Linked DNA regions of Pan troglodytes: region 2 is linked to region 1. A link is a contact called in public Hi-C data. All regions are on one chromosome and are shown on one strand. The core of a region is the stretch at or near the end of the contact, and the rest is flanking DNA. Distances in the headings are between cores, read along the strand shown. Region 1 has its middle 23 kb from the start of ANKFN1. Region 2 overlaps ANKFN1 (ankyrin repeat and fibronectin type III domain containing 1).

Evidence for each region. Hi-C and Micro-C count contacts between places; a contact is called where the count stands out from the background.
Region 2: a Hi-C map of induced pluripotent stem cells shows a contact between it and region 1, with 4 times the contacts expected there. The contact joins two enhancer-like sites. A contact is called at or near these places in 4 of 7 Hi-C or Micro-C datasets (blood, induced pluripotent stem cells and stem cell-derived neural progenitor cells).

The regions. Positions count from the first base shown.
Region 1 is chr19:69,250,851-69,256,661 of NHGRI_mPanTro3-v2.0_pri, forward strand. No RefSeq gene overlaps it. Among named protein-coding and RNA genes, the nearest start is that of ANKFN1, 23 kb to the right of the region's middle. Within about 2 kb of position 2,256, at least 3 of the 24 cell types and tissues checked have an H3K27ac peak or open chromatin away from gene starts, as enhancers often do. A contact at or near this core is called in induced pluripotent stem cells, where this site is marked.
Region 2 is chr19:69,436,819-69,442,629 of NHGRI_mPanTro3-v2.0_pri, forward strand. All of the region lies in intron 3 of ANKFN1 (ankyrin repeat and fibronectin type III domain containing 1), which reads left to right. Among named protein-coding and RNA genes, the nearest start is that of ANKFN1, 160 kb to the left of the region's middle. Within about 2 kb of position 2,928, at least 3 of the 24 cell types and tissues checked have an H3K27ac peak or open chromatin away from gene starts, as enhancers often do. A contact at or near this core is called in induced pluripotent stem cells, where this site is marked.

The DNA.
Region 1 (5,811 bases), core at 1,006-3,505:
CTATTGTTATGAAACACACCAAAACCAAGTCCTCAAACTTCACAGAAGAATTCACTTTATTTCAGCACCAGTCCTCTCCCCTTTTCCTTCCCAGGATCTTCACTCAACTTGAAGATTTCTGCTTTCATAGGAGTTTATAGTCTGCGCTGTAACCACCCAATACATCGACAGGTTAAAAAAAGAGAGCTCTTGCTCAGAAAGAGCTAGAAAGACTGTGGAGCCTAGGGGGTTTGTTTTTACCTCCCTCCTGGAAGCCAATAGCCATTTTTTTTTCCTGGGAGGTGCTCAGTGATTAAGAGTAAAAATGCTTTGACTTGACATGCAATGGAAAGACGGGATTCTTTGCTAAGATTACAAAATGTGTTTGCTTTGTGATTTTCTTTGCAATCCTGAAGTGGGTGAAAGACTTGCAACTGAAGGATGTTTTGATTATCAGGAGTGTTGCCCCTTAGCCAAACTAAGAAAGCCTTCAATCTCACTTGGGATTGAATGTTCTTTCGTTGAGTATAGGAGTATAGGGTGTTCTGTTCTGTAACAATGTCCTGGTTTTTAGCCCTGCAAGGCCTTCAAGATCTTCAGAAACAACATCTCTTTCCATCTCTGCATCACTAGTGAGACTTTTTATAAAACTAGATGCTCTTTCTAATGAGAACTGGCTATGTGTATCTAATGTTTGCACTGGGGCAGTATTTCCCAAGGCAGTAGTAAAGGCTCTGAGAAGTCCTACAGTAAAGAAACCTATGTCACTTTACTTAATCCAGGGATTCTCATATATATCTGACCACAGAACCCTTTTAGCTAACATCTATTAATATCCCATGGAAACAGTTCGGGTATAAACATATAAACTCTTGGAACTGCTTAGAAGGGATAACCTCAACTTATTGATGGATTTGGATAGACTATTTAAAGCAGAACTATTGGTCACATATTTGGGATAAACACTGAAGCTGCCTGCGTGGTCTGTCTGCATTATTTTTAGATCTGTGTAAGTATGTGTGCGTGTGTTTATATATACTACATATAAATATACATTTTAACTGTGAGGTTAGAAGATGAGGAGAAAAAAGGAGAAGATACTGCTTTTTATAAAGAAGCAATCGGTGTCTTGCAGGACAAGGGAAAAATCTATTAATTTTAAGGCATCATTGGTACCTTCTATTACTGGCAGGCTCTGGTCACAAAATTAGCATCATGTGGCTTCCTATAATGATAAAAACACCTGGACTCCTGTTCTGCATGAATGCCCTGACAATTGGAGATGACGCTTCTTCTCATCAACCTCCCAGGATTCTTTTTATTCAGCCCAGTCCACTCTTCAGCCCGAGTGCAGCACCCAAAACACTTCTTTCAAAGTCAATGATACCTATATGATATACTCACTGGTACTCTTTGGAGGATGCATTAAGTAATTCAGAAAATGGTGTTGTCTTATTCAATGTTGTGATCTAGTTTTTATTTCTAGAGCATGTTTGAAACCATCTAAAGAAAGTTCTTAGCAACCCACTCCATAAAAAAAAAAAAAGTACAATGATATATATTTATTTAATTGTTGAAAAGTCATGGGAATTCTTTTTAAATATTTTAAATGAAACATAAGTTTACTTTCTGAAACAGAACTTTACCCATGTATTTTTTTTAATTGTCACATATAGGGTGATTTTAAAGTAAATAATAACACAAGGTTCATATTATTTTAAATGTATATTGTATTTGTCTTCTCAACGCTGTGGTTTTTAGGTCTGTGAATAGCATCATAGTATGGAGCCAGCCTATTAAGCAGCCTGTTTGGGTAAGGAAACCCTTAGACCAGCACAATGTTGTATTGCTCACTGTGTCCTTCCAATATGGTTAGAATTCCACAACCTAAATGATCATTTGTTGAACAAATTCATGCTTTTATTAGTCAAAATACAGAGAAAACAGAGCCTCCCTGTTTCAAGATATTTGCTAATGCATGGTTAATTATCACATATAGCTTACTATAATTCATTTTACAGGGGAGACCTCCTGCAGGTAACATACTAGCAGTTTATGAACCAAAATAACCTCGCTATAGATTAGAGCCGTCCCAGGGCCGCTCAGACAGTTGGTGCTTCTAGACCTTCTCACTTCACATTGCTAATTCGAACAAGGCTTTATTTTTATATTTGTCAGCAGCAAGACTGTAGGATGGTTGTTAAACCTCTCCCAGGCCTAATTAGAGCAGCAATGCTCGCATTCATAATGAAGCTCGTGTCTTGCTCAGGAGGCAGTGATCTGGGCTGTTACAGTAGCTTCCTGGCAGGCCCTCGCTGGCAGTTTTAAGGTAGCTAGTGGCTGCGATATTAAGTGACTGTTGAAATTCATTGACTCCACCACGGCTAATGTGTCTAGATGACAACAAGTTTACACGGTTCTTTTATAGTTACAGCAAATGGGTCCATTTAAATATTTATTAGGTGATTATGGTGATGTGAAATGGAAAAAAAAAATGCAAAGTGCAATATCTCAAGTATGGCTGTTTTTAACTGTTTATGTGGGGTCCGGATCATGGTATCACTCAAAATCGCTGCATCTTTCCCTTATAAATATTTATACTAGATCAGCAGTGATGAATGCTAATTTATTTGCATTTTGTTTCTTTATTGACTTCTCCCTGGGCAGAGGTTAGCTGTGAAAAGTCATGCAGGTTTACTGGATTGAAGGATATTTCAATCTGCCAACCAAGGGGCATTTTGATTAGATGGGGGGAGGACAGTTCACTTTGCTGAAACTGAAGAGCCCTTTTTGCTCTTGGAGATGCAGCCTGAGAGTGTATTCAGGCAGCTGGTGTTTTGCCCTCTGTCAGAGTTGATGTGCACACTGGCAAGCAGTTTTGCCTCCAAAAGACTGCTTTTCTGTATAGCAACTTGTCAAACCTCCTTGGACTGAACTGGGTGAGGCTGGCTGATCTGGGTGTTTGTCAGGCTTCTAACTCGAGTTTTTTTTTTTTCTTGTTCTGTGAGTCACTTAAAAGATTACATTTTCACAAAAGCAAAAAGGCATATGTCTTAAATTGAATGGGGCATCTGAGACAAAGAGAGGAGCAGTTGAAAGAAACCCAGCTTTGTGCCGTAAAGACTAAACCAGTATGATACCAAAGAGCTCAAAAAGTCTGTAGGGGAAACTGTCAGAAAATTCCAGGCAGATAAAGGGCAAATGGAAGTTGTCACTTTGCAATTGAATATTTTGACTCTCTAGGTAGCTAGAACATAAGATAGTGATTCCCAATACACCATCCATAATGCTGTTTATTATTTTCTTTCTTATGTCTTGAAACAAACTGTATCTGTATAGCCTCAATATGTGTAAATGGAGAATATTCAGGAGGTTTTTAGAAGCAGCTTTTGAAATAACCCATTACTACATATAGGATGCCCTGGAGATCTGAGGACTGTCTAAATGAAAGTTTGCGTGAAGCACTTAAGGCCACTGAATCAGAAATCTCTGAAGCCACCATAATTGTTTCAGTTGGCAAAAATAAAAAATAAAAAATCTCTGACTCTAATTTGTATCTCTTTTTACAAAATGCACTCATTTAGAGTTTGGTCTGTTCTAGTGGAGCCCAGTCTTGAACCTGTTCCAAGGACATTAATCACCCAAGAATCCAGAACTATCTCATGATGTGATCAATAGTATGTCCTTCTGGACATGGATGTAGCAAGAATTCACCGCAGTGTGGTTCTACAAAGTCAGGCTATTTAAAGAGATTTAAAATTATGTGGGAATCTCACTATTAAGAAAATACTATGGTCAGGGGTGGTGGCTCATTCCTGTAACCCCAGCATTTTGGAAGGCCGAGACAGGATTTCTTGAGCCCAGGAGTTTGAGACCAGCCTGGACAACATAGCAAAACCCTGTCTCTAAGAACAATTTCTTTTAAAGATGAGAACATTATAGTGAATCTTTGATCATATGAAGACTCCTCTGAGGAATAGAATTATTCTGAAATCTACAAATGTGTACTCTAACTTAAGAATCAAATCATATGGACCCTCAAATTAAAACTTGTAATCATGAATTCCTTTCAATGTAAGAATTCATGGCTTCATTTACTGTTCACAGTTGTAGCTATTTGCAAGTGACTCATGATAAGTAGTTCGTGATTTCTTTTTAATTTGAATCTTCTGAGCTACAAAGATGATGTGCAGAGGCTGATCACTTAGTGCAAACAAAAACCCACATCTTAGTCCAGCCTCGTTGTTCTCAATTAATATAAAAGTATCTTTTAATCCTCTCAGCTCAGTGAGGATGCATTTACTCTCCCCATTTGATAAATGAAGAAACATGACATTAAAGCAACTTTGGTGCTTTTTGGAGATCTCAGGTCTGTTTGAGATGTGTGACCTGGCATGGGGCAGTGCTCCTCTGCATAGCCATATGTGGCCACCTGCTCTCAGGGCACCTCTTGCAACTGTGAAGGCCCCACTGTAATAAGTTATCTAGTATATTTCATAAGAGATTCAACCTACCAATATTTTCTTTATTCACAATTCTTCAATTTTATAAAGCAAAGACTGTCTCTAATGGGTTTTCCTAAAATTGGAATATATCAATAAATCGCAAACAGAGTAGGTCATTGGGAAAAGTCATGCCTTAGTCTGTCCAGGCTGCCATAACAAAATACACTCAAATGGGTTGCTTATAAGTAACATAAATTTATTTTCCACAGTTCTGGAGACTAAGAAGTCCAAGATTAAGATGCCTGTAGATTCAGTATCTGATGAGGGCGCTCTTCTGGGTTGCAGACTGCCGACTTCTGGCCATGTCCTCACACGGTGGAAGGGTAGCCCTCTAGCTAGTTCTCTGGGGTCTTTTTCATAAGGGCACTAATCCTATGCATGAGTGGGAAGCTCCCCGACCTAATCATCTCCCAAAGACTCCACCTCCTAATACCATCACCTTGGTAATTAGGTTTTAAGACATGAATTTTGGGGGGAAACAAACATTCAGACCATAGCAAGTCATGAGGATTCTAGTTCAGAATTGTTTACTTGAAAATCAGTATGTTGGTGCAAGTGCCAAACACAAAACAGGGAAGTACATTCTGTTTACACGTGAGAGATTATTAAAAAAAATAACCATTCAGGCTTACCTTTCTAGATACCAACCCAGGAAAGTCAGCTCTCTGTTACATTTGCTGGGGGAAGTCAGTAAAGATGCTATCGACTCATTTCTGTCACTGTCATTAAGTGTATGTATCCTTGAGTTGGCTGGTTAATTTATTTCTGGTGATAAAACAAGAAATAGCCTTTCCTCAAGTGAACAGGTTCATCGATTTTTACATGGTGCAAGATAATTGCTGAGGGTCCTAGCTTGCATGTGCACTATGACCCCCAAAGTAAACTAACCCCACATTTAAATTAAAATCAACTTCAGCATGGATGACTTCAAACAAAAGCAATAAAACCCTCAGTTTGCTTTCGTCTCCTACTGTGTTTTCCTTTGTTCTGATGTGCTGAAAAATGACAGCCTTAAAAATAGAATAGCAGAGCCTATTTGTTCACAGCTCTGATACCATTTGGGATGTGTATACCTGTGTGTGTGTGTGTGTGTGTGTACACATATCTATATCTCCTCTTGTGTGCTTATAGATTTTTGGGCTTTCTGGGTTACATTCCATCACTCTACATTTCCATGTCATATGCCTCAGTCTGTACCCACGAATGTCATTTTCTCTTTGATTCTCAAGCTTTGTCAGTGTAGACAATCATTGAATCTGTAGTTCTAGCTGAACTGTACTATTAGAGATAAGAAAAATAAATCCAAAGTAGTTTTTTTTTCTACTCT
Region 2 (5,811 bases), core at 1,678-4,177, 190 kb after region 1:
TCAGGTTTATCACCATGGCTGGGATGGGGCTTGGAATGTGGTGGACAATATGACAACAATTTCCTTCCTGGTGTGTCCCTGAATGGCCAGTGCAGTCAACACATAATCAGACAATCTACAGCTGCACTGTTGCTGTTGACAACTTCATTATGCCTGTGATATTCAGCTGGGTAATTCATTTCTCCAGCTTGGCAGTATCTCCTGATATGCCTAAATGGGTTCAATGTAATTTTTTAAGCTTTTGAAGATGTTTACCCTTCCCTTGTGAGACACGATACACATTGTCTCCCCTTGTGCTTAGCTTTGTCCTAATATGGGAAACAATGATAACCACCACCAGGAAATAGCGTTGCCTTGTTCAGCTCTTTAGTGCAGATTGAGTCTCCAGACCACAAAGGCAGGAAATATTAGTGACTGGAATGACACAGTAGGTCACTTAATGTCCCTTGTAACTGCCTTTTATTTTATTTTATTTTTATTTTTTGGCCTGCCTCTGCAATTAACCTTCATATAACCAGGGCATTTTTCTACAAAACCAGATGGCCTTGCCAAGGATGTAAAAATAGATAATTAATGGTTCTGGGGGGGTGTGCTGGCCTTTGGCATGATACCTCTACCCTCACCAATACTGTTCTGAAATGGAAGAAGCAGACAAGAAAGTAGAAATATGAGCATGCATAGCATCCAACACCAAAGCTGCCCTTTTCCTTAAACTGGGAAAAAGTATAAAATGCATTCCTCTGAGTTCTCTTTAATTCTTTTCAATTAAACCTATATGTATTGAAAATTATCTACCATGCGCAGGGCCCCAATCCAAGAGCTGAGAGGGAAATTCAAAAATCAATGAGGCCCGGGTCCTGCCCTCATGGAGATTTCAATCCAGTAAGGGAATTACATAGAGCCCCGAGTAACTCTAATGAAGTTAGGCTGTGCTGAGAGTTTTAACATCGTTATAAATACTACAAGGAGAGAGGAGAAAGACATTCATTCCATTGGGAACATGAGAGAGAGGTAAATAGTCTGTCTTCAGGGCCACCTTCCTTATTCCACCAGCCAATCTGTATTCTTTTAAGAAAATCTGGTCTGCTGAGAATCTTATTGGAGTCAACGTCTTAGTTCTGAGTTAGGACTACTCATCCTATCTGATTTCCAAGTGCTTGTTTGTCGTCATTGATAATGATCTGTTCCCAAGTATCTCAAATGAAAATGGAGAAGATAGCATAAAGATAGGTCAAAGAATCTTTCAGCTTATTCTTTTATCTTTTTATCTACCTGTTTTCTTGACTTTATAAAGCTAAATTCTCCTAAGTGGACTCCTGTTGGCAAGTAGAAAATAGAGACTGAATCTGTGACTTTTAACTGCAGATATTTCAATATTAAGATTTTCTTTACAAAAAAATGAGGAGGAAGAAAAAACATAGACAAAGGAGGAAGAGGAGGAGGAAGGGTCTGCCTAAAATTGAGTAGTCATTTATCCTTCAGTATTTTGACTAATCAACGCAACCATTTTGACTTGTCTATTGAATAGTCACCTCATGGATTCCAGCTTCCGTGCCTACTGGTGAAGATTCATATGATTTGATGGGTAGCTGTACACATACATAGGGTTTTGAAAAAGCTGAAACCCTGAAGTCTGATAAATGTTCTATTTTTTAATCTAGACAAACATTGGTTTATGAGTTATCAAATCCTAGAGTATTAACTATTTCATTTTCAAATTGTTTGAGAATTCTGCACAACATCCTTAAAGTAAACCAGGGCACAAAAATCATCTTTGGCTTTGAATCACCAATAAAAGACTTCCCCAGAGGAACGGCCAAAATGAGTGTTGTAAATGGAGAGGGATCCCAACATCTCTGCCATGGATAACAGTCCTCTACCACAACCGCACCACAGTCCAGATATCCCTATACAAAGGCGTGATTGAGGTCCAATTAGCCACCAACCTATTACACACTTTATTCATTATGACCAAATCTAGTGCATCAAAGAATACAGATGGCCTAGGGATTGGTCATAAGAAGCAACCTATGCTGGCTCCTTTTAAAGAGAGTTAGGTGAATACTGCCACCTATTGATAGGTGAAATTTATGCTACAAATTCCTACTGATGTGCTAATGCTTATCAGAGCAGATCTCATTTCTCAGTTGGCCAAAGCATTTTATCAGCCCGAACTTCATAATTATTTACATGTTTTTGATGAAAAATAATTATGTTACATTAATGTAAAACAACTAACGAAATGTATTATATTTCTTATTATATTATTATACATATTATGTATTATTTCTTATTTCTTGGCAAAGGAATGAAGTGGAAATACCACAAACTTTGCAGAGACCTGGGTCTGAGTCTCAGCTCAGTCCCTAAATGCACATAAACAAGCTGATTAATCTCTCTGAACCTGAGTTTCCTCATCGATAAAAAGTGGATAATCCTACTTTGTAGAGTGTGAGAATTCAGTGATACCATTGCATGGCACATAGAAGGTATTTGATAAATGGCAGCATTTATTATTATTTTTCCACTGAGCTATTAAAAGTAACTATTTTGATGCAATGATTGGTAATATGACAAACCACATCATGTATCAGACTCTGGTGAACTCTTCCACATGGTTCAATTATCCTTTGGCAATGCTACTTGTCTAGTATAGTATCTTTGACATCCAAAATTAAGACAGTGTGAACATAAATATTATAACCTGAAGTGTGCCAATTGAGAAAATAAGGATGAATGGGCTTCATTACCAAATGTCTCCTGACTGCCCTAGAGGATATATGGGGCCGAGCAGATAAAGAATTATGATAAAATGTTGGAACTGCATATAAATGGGGCTTTGTGACCTGCTGGATAAGGTTGAGACTTAGAGCCAGACCCAGGAGGCTCACATTCCTTCCTCGGCATGGTGTGGGGGATCCTGGGCTCATACAGACAATAGGGGATTCATAGCTTGAGAATTCTAATGATGACTGAAAGGAGGGTGGCAGCCAGGACAAGAAGGCTTTTCAGAAGCATGGACTCTGATTATCACGTCGGTGCTACAGCCCGGTGAGAGGCTGCTGAGAGGACGGATGAAGCTGTTCTTGGAAAGCTTTCAGTGAAGTGTTTGTAACCTCCTTTAAGAGAATCCCGTTTCTCAAAAATGTGGCACTGGAAAATCCCACATGATTAGTTCAGATAAACACTCTGTCATCGGATTGCACTACGAGGAATATGGGCCATCTCTTTTCGAAGAGTCTTTTTGGATGCAATGTGTCTCGTCTCCAAGACTTAGAGAAAAATTCTAAAAGAGGCTTTCTCAGGATATTTTGAGACCGTTACTTTTAGTCTGAAAGGTCAATTGGTGCTTAAAACAAAATAATCAAGAACTAGCATGCCCATGAGCAGTCTGCATCTTTTCTTCAGGAAAAAAAAAAAAAAAAAAAAAAAAAAAACTCTGCTTTGGATTGAATAGCCAATGCACTCCCCCACCCCTTTTCTTTTTTCTTTGGGGATTAGAAATTGAGAGGGAGGAGGAAGAAGAGTTTCACATTCATTACTAACAACTGCGCACATAATAAGCATATTCAGATACACCCTGGGGTGTTAGTTTTCTTTTCCTATTTTTTGTCTCCTTTTTAGCAGCTTTCGGTAAGTAGCACATTTTATTTTTAAAAAAAGAATCGGAGCCGTTATTGAGCAGCCGCGCCCTAAGGAAGGTCAAGAGATTAGGGAACGGAAGTAGGCTGGCCAGGCTCTTTGCTGACCACAGTAAGGGAATGCCACTTTCTTATAATTTAATTTTGAGATCCTGATGAAAAGGCACTCCCTAAGGAAAAAAAAAAAAATCTTCGCTGAAAAAAAAGTGAAAAATTGTTAGAAAATAGCCATCAAAAAGTGATCAATTTAAATTTATGTCTAACAAACAAACCACATGGAACTAACCACAGGGCAGACATGCATTTGCAGCGATATATGGACATTCTCAAAATATGGTCAGGATTTTGCAGGGGAAAGTGGACATTACTGGCTTCTGATGTTGGTGGGCTTTGGCCTAATTTTGCAAGTATTCTGAAATTCTATACATCATATGTCACAAATCAGAGGAGAGTATACTAAAAGAGACCTTTGAATTTAACTGGTCCAACGCTGTCATTTCACAGGTGAGAATAATGAAGCCTAATGATAAAAAGTAACTTGCCCAAGATCACACAGCTGGTGAGGGGCAGCTCAAGGACTGAAGTTCAAACTCCCCTTTCCCAGACCCAGGTTCTTTCCAATGAGCTAAACAACTGTAGTGGGAAACCGCAGACTCTCACATTTCATGGAAACTCTGTACCCATGCCCCCTGGAAATGGCCCTCAATGTTGCTAGAGGCAGCTCATCTGTCACAGCCTGGGCTAAAATCTTTACCTGGTGCTAAATGGGTTCTTCAAAGCATTCTATGAATGTCTAGGCACATTGACATGACTCCAAGGACTCAGCTTCTGTTCTTTTCTCTGTCTTAAAAAAAAGAGCACAGACCACAACCTGCATGCCATAATTATCTCTAGGTGTATGTACTGGAATAAATTAATGTCATCATCATCCGCCATCATGTAGGCTAAAACTTTAAGTCACCTTCAACGTGTCTCTCTCTCTCATCCTCCCCATCCCCCACCTATACTATTGACAATCCTGTAAGTTCTATCTCCAAATATAAGACTTTCATCTCCTAATTTACATCTTCACAGGCCTTCACACCATCAGTGTCTTCCTGCTTCTGGGTTCTCATCACTATCCACAATGGCCAGGCCAGGTGGATCCTAATCAACTGTTCTGGCATTCTCCTGCTCAGCTCACTGTCACCTATGGCATAACATCCAAACTCTTTAACATGGTGTTCGAGCTCTCCCCAGTTTAGCTCCTGCTTACTTTTTGAGACCAATTCCATCAGCTCTTCCCTGCATTATTCACTCCAGTACACTGGACTACTTGTCATTCCCTAACAGCCCCAGAACTCTATGCCTTGACACTATGCCTTGACGCCAAACCTGTTTCTTCTTTTCAACCTGTAGAGAGATCTTCATTCCTCCAGTTCCAGTTCAAACGCCACCTTCTCTGTGAACATTTCTATGTGTTACAGAAAGAAGTAATAATTCTATGTTCCCTTAGCACATTGCTCATACTTTTTTATGGCATTTACTTAATTCTGCCTTGTATTGTAATTGGTTGCATATCTCATGCTAAGTATATCTCTTTTATCTTTGAAAAGATGCCCTGTTCATCTTTGAATGGGAGCAATGCGCCCTCCCAACCACATTGCTTCATTTAATATCTGCATATAATAAATGATTTTCTTTCTTAATTTTACTGAGCACTTACTAGGGCTGGAGGTGTAGTGGCTGAAGGAGAAAGATGCAAAATAAAACACAATCCTTGTATTTAAAGGAGCTTTTAATTGAATCAGTGAGACACATTCGCAAATATCCTAAGCAAGTTAAATAACTGTGGGGGTGGAATTGGGTGGAGGGGAAGTTCTGAGTGTGGAACAAACATTCTCAGTGTTCCAAATGAGAACATTAGTATTATGACATGGAGGGTGGAGTAATGGGGGAGGAGTAGAAGGAAAGAAAGGGCAAAGCTGCCTTTAGATCCCATCTCATGCTGTAGTCATTATTAGAGTCTTCTCTAGGTCTGGCTAATCTCACTTATACTTCCCTCAGAACCAGAGAAATCTTCCTAAAACAAGACTGTGATCATTTAACTCCCTGTTCAAGTGTTTGATGTTCAATGAATCAAGCATCAAATAATTGCAGGCTTATGCTAAGAGTTATAGAGTACCAGTCT